Linked DNA regions of Danio rerio: region 2 is linked to region 1. A link is a contact called in public Micro-C data. All regions are on one chromosome and are shown on one strand. The core of a region is the stretch at or near the end of the contact, and the rest is flanking DNA. Distances in the headings are between cores, read along the strand shown. Region 1 overlaps plcb1l (phospholipase C beta 1-like). Region 2 overlaps plcb1l (phospholipase C beta 1-like).

Region 1 (2,700 bases), core at 200-2,699:
AGCTCAGTTACGATTGGTGTGGCTGGGTCATATGTTAATGAGCTCAGTTATGATTAGTGTGGGTGTGTCATATGTTAATGAGCTCAGTTATGATTAGTGTGGGTGGGTCATATGTTAATGAGCTCAGTTACGATTGGTGTGGCTGGGTCATATGTTAATGAGCTCAGTTATGATTAGTGTGGGTGTGTCATATGTTAATGAGCTCAGTTACGATTGGTGTGGCTGGGTCATATGTTAATGAGCTCAGTTACGATTGGTGGGGCTGGGTCATATGTTAATGAGCTCAGTTATGATTAGTTTGGGTGTGTCATGTTAAGGAGCTCAGTTATAATTAAAGTGGGTGTGTCATATGTTAATGAGCTCATGGCTGTTTTGTATGAGTATTTGAGCTGTAATAAATGCTCTGGATGTACTGGATGTGTCACAGTATAGTCCCAACACAAACTTTATTACTTATTAAACTTTATAAACGTTCTATTTAATGTTAAATGATTGTGAACTGCTGTAACCTAGCAGCAGACTGTGGGCGGAGTCTATTTGAGTGACAGCTGAATACACCAACCTCTGCTAGATAGCATGCTGTCAGGCTCGTATTTCTCCACCAATGCCTGCACTTGCTCAGCTTTGAGGTGCGGGTACAGGATCTCATTCAGGCGAGAATCTCTCTGTTTGTTGTTCAGGAAATCCGTCATCTGCTCCACGGTGAGGTACGGACGGCTTTTAGCGCCTCTGCACACACACACACACACACACACACACACACACACACACACACACACACACACACACACACACACACACACACAGACAGACAGAAATACTGTTACATAAGTTAAAACACTTCAGCAGTCAAAGTCAATTGAAGACCTCATGCAAGATGAGTTAGTGTCAGCATCAGTCTCGAGTGTTTGTGTTTTTCCTACAGCTCCTCGTCTAATGTGACAAACATGATTCAGGCCGTTTCTATTCTTAGCATGTTTAAACCCACATGTTGTGACGGGTCCAGTGTCTAGTTACCCAACTGGTTAGGCTTGATCCAGCCGTATATCACTGTGTTGTGGCATGTGTAGTGTATATTAGTTCAGGGAAATATAGACAGAGCAGGTATTTCAATCAGAAATCTTCTTATCGAGTGCTGCTTTGTTCTGTTCTGCTGTAACACACAGCTGATGCTACTTTGGTCTGAAGTCTAATGCATACGTTAACTAGTTTACATGATATCATCCCAGTCTACTTCATCAGACGCTGGTCCTCCTAGAGTCAGCTGTTTCGAGGCCTAATGTATTAAGCAATATCAATGCTTCTGTATGGATTGAGACTAAAGTTGCACATGTCTCATATCCCCCTCACATGTCAGTGGTGTGTCTGCTTCAGTCATATGTTGTTCACGCTCTGCCTGAGAAACAGCAGCAGCTCTCTTCAATGATGACACCTTGTGGACAAACTGAGGAGTGCATGTGTGTGAGCTGCTTACACACACCACACACACACTAACAAACCCGAGCAGGACGCTACAGTGTGTGCATAAACTACAAACTGTGCTTTAGGAATTAGAGCATGAGGTGTGAGTTTCCCCATCACACATGAAGAGAACTGACATGTCTGAGAAGATGGTATCGATGTCGTTGCGTGGACAGATGTTGTTCAGCAGCTGGCGGTACACGTCTTGTGTGAAGGTATCCAGAGGAATGCTGTCATTCTGCGGGACAAGTAGACAGATAATGTTTAGCACTAACTGCAGATGAGGAATAAACCCGCACACCAAACAGCCATCAAAACTAGCAGACTGTTAGATCAGGAGCTCACTAGGGGGAGCTAGGGCTCCATAGACATTATTCAACACACACTTTTAATTAAATAAATAAATGAATAATAAAAAATAATAATAATAATAAATAAATAAATAATAATGAATGAATAAATAAATAAAAAATAATAATGAAAGAATAAATAAATAAAAAATAATAATGAATGAATAAATGAATAAAATAATAAAAAAAATAAAAAAATAAAAATAATGAATAAATAAAAAAATAAAAATAAATAAATAAATAAGAATGAATGAATCAATAAATAATAATATTTTTAAATAAATAACGAATAAAAAAATAAATAAAATAACAATGAATAAATAAATAAATTAATGAATGAGTGAGTAAATAATTAAATGAAATAATAATGAATGAATAAATAAATAAATAAAAATAAATAAATAAATAAATAAAAAATAATAATAAATGAATAAATAAATAATAAAAAATAATAAATAAATACAAATAATAATAAATAATTAAATAAATAAATAAAAATAATGATAATAAATAAATAAATAATAATTAATAAATAAAAATAAAAATAATGATAATAAATGAATAAATAAACAAAAAAATTAATGAAAGAATAATAAAGTAAAATAAATAAATAAATAATATTGAATAAATAAAAATAATATTAATAATAATAACAAATGAATAACGAATAAATAAAATAAAAATGAATAAGTAAATAATGAATAAATAAATAAATAAAATAATAATGAATAAATAATAATAAAAATAAAATAAAATAATTAAATAAATAAATAAAAATAATGATAATAAATAAATAAATAATAATTAATAAATAAAAATAAAAATAATGATAATAAATGAATAAATAAACAAAAAAATTAATGAAAGAATAATAAAGTAAAATAAATAA
Region 2 (2,700 bases), core at 46-2,545, 52 kb after region 1:
ACGCAACAACCATCACACCAACGCAATAATAGGCTATTAAAACAGGTGTTCAACACACAAATTGCTGTATTGTTTGTCATGCTTCAAGTTTATATAAAGTTTTCAATATAACATCTTGGGCTCAGTGTGTCTGTCTAAAGCCACCAGCGCGTCACAAATTAAAGGGACCCTCACTGCCTCTCGAGCGACTTATAGGAGGCATCAGGAAGTCGCAATATGAGTATTGGTAGACTGTCTGCTTAATATCTGCTGATGCTGCTCCTTCAACAGACATTTAACTGACTAGAAGTACATGATGTCAACTTACACTGACCCTAAGCCAACAGTCTACTGATAATCTCATGGCAATTAGGACACATTGTTTACTGTTGTGACTAAATCTAAACGTAAGTCAGCGGTGCAGGGGATTTCTGTGGCATTTCCAATGAAAAAACATCTAAGCTCTTTTTGCACTTTTCTTTTTTAAATCAAAGCAACTTAAATCCAAATCAATCTCATCTGAGTGATCAATAAAACAGGCAATGAAACAGATGAGGCAGAACTGCTCAGTCCAGTTATTTACTGTCAATAATGTGCTGTATTAAACACAAAGTATAGAAAACAACAGCAAACACTAATTAAACTAGGCGTTGCACATTTACAATACTATAGTTATTTATAGTGAAGAGAAATATTTAGAAATGAGCATTATATTCATACCTGTCAACATTAGGATGTGAAAATAAGGGATATGCCCACCATAATGTGGGAAAACGAAAGGGTAATTGCACTGTTTTTATATTTATTTCCAAGTGTTTCGTGCATAAACAAAGCGAAAGCACAGAACAGACTCATATTTAAGAGTGAGGGGCGGCCTCTAGTGGTTCGGCGGTATGGGTTGCGTATAGGGAAGGATCGACTCTTTAATGTTTATTTGCCAACCTTCAGAGAAAGACTGAAAATACGGGAGAAACACGAGTAAATCGGGAGGGTTGACAGGTTTGATTATATTATGTATATATTTACAACTCTTTATGTAGAAAAGGCTCCAAGGAAAGCTAGACTTTTATTAACAGACTTGTATTCTGAAAACTTAACAGTCTATTTCCTGATGTAGTTATAGTTTCACTTTTCTGCTGCTTTCATTATTCAGTCAGAGATCGACTGCTGTGCAGCTGAAGGTTAATCCTGTCACTCCTGAAGTTGTTTTGGTGTTTTAAGTTTTCCAAGTGTTAGTGCATGACCATAAAGTAAGTTTTCTCTTTATTTCTGATTGTTTTTAGCTTCGTTAAAGTGTATTAGTATACATTTACATCTGTATGGGCATGCCCAGACATGCAATGCTTGATGCTTCATGTCCGATCGAGTGATTATTAAGCTATATAGAGACAGCTAAATGCCTCATTAGCCACTATAAATGTTAAAGTCTTTTATACTGCACTATTAATCAATATTATTGCATTTGTGGTGATGTTTGGCAAATTAGTTATTTATTAACGCACTTGGATTCATTATATACATGTTGCTGCTAACTGGTCATCTTTATTTGTTTGATTTATATTATTTAGGGCTTCACTTGTTATTTAGGATAAGCCTGTATGCTTTATTATACCTAATTAAGCAGAGACGGATTATTTTGTGTACATGTGCCCATTCAACTGTACTAATTTATCCTCATGTTATTTGTTATGTTATTTCTAGACTAAATATCAAAACACTTTGGAAAGAAGTTCAAGTCTCCTCATTTGTTGTGACCAGGGCCCGGTTTTTCAAAAGTAATCCACTGGGATTTTGGATAAGGGATTGGATCAAATCTTGAAAATGGGTTTTTCAAAAGAAAAAACGGATTACATAATCGGATTAGATCACGTAATCTAATCTTGGTTTTGATCCAGATCAAAGCTTTAGTTTGGGTTTTTCAGACCTTTTTTGTGGGATCTGGATCACTTTGATCCAAAAAACCTGGATTAAACTGATCCCATCAGAAGGGTGGATTTAGCGTGGATTTCATGCCTAAAAGTAATGAAAACTTACAAAATGTATCAAATAATACTATTTTTGGATCATGCAGTATCTTACGAGATATACTATTTATTCATAAGGTTTAATTTTATTTGTTCATCTGTCAGGCTATAGTGAGTATTGGCTTTAACGTATTCAGCCTTTCAGTATAGGCAAAATCTACAGCAATGTAGAGTTTGGCCTCATAAAATAATCCCCCAAACAGCTGTCAAAACCAAAAACAATCAATTTTATTGTCACTAACTGATATATATATTCATCACAATGGAAAATATTTTTGTGTTTAGAATATTTATTAGTGATGCATGCAATGATTACAGAATAACAAAAAAAAAATGCAAAGAATGGCAATCACGGATTTTAGAAATCTCTTTCAACAATTGCAAAAAGAGACTGAAAGGGCAGAAGCACAGCTTCATCTGCAGAAGAACCACTGACTCTGACCAAACTGCAGCAAACCAAGACCAATGACCTGAGATCTGCCTCCTAAAGGCTGCGCTCAGACAAGCTGCTCTCTCCACATCAGATGAGGAAGTCTGACCTTATTGTGGAGTTTTTGACATTAAGTCTTTTTTTTTATTTACATCTATATTTGAAACGTATTATAAATGTCCTCAATGTACAGTGTTGTAGGTCTCAGATGAGCGGACTGCTGGAAGAGGATGGGGTGTTGTTTTTCTTATTTATTATTATTTTAAT

The links. Hi-C and Micro-C count contacts between places; a contact is called where the count stands out from the background.
Region 2: a Micro-C map of caudal fin shows a contact between it and region 1, with 3 times the contacts expected there. The contact joins two enhancer-like sites. A contact is called at or near these places in 2 of 18 Hi-C or Micro-C datasets (caudal fin and an unstated tissue).

The regions. Positions count from the first base shown.
Region 1 is chr20:58,754,267-58,756,966 of GRCz12tu, forward strand. plcb1l (phospholipase C beta 1-like) reads right to left here. Exons shown (of 40, transcript XR_012396244.1): 13 at 1,599-1,699; 14 at 563-729. Among named protein-coding and RNA genes, the nearest start is that of plcb4b, 57 kb to the left of the region's middle. Within about 2 kb of position 1,450, at least 8 of the 62 cell types and tissues checked have an H3K27ac peak or open chromatin away from gene starts, as enhancers often do. A contact at or near this core is called in caudal fin, where this site is marked.
Region 2 is chr20:58,806,021-58,808,720 of GRCz12tu, forward strand. All of the region lies in intron 5 of plcb1l (phospholipase C beta 1-like), which reads right to left. Among named protein-coding and RNA genes, the nearest start is that of plcb1l, 48 kb to the right of the region's middle. Within about 2 kb of position 1,296, at least 4 of the 62 cell types and tissues checked have an H3K27ac peak or open chromatin away from gene starts, as enhancers often do. A contact at or near this core is called in caudal fin, where this site is marked.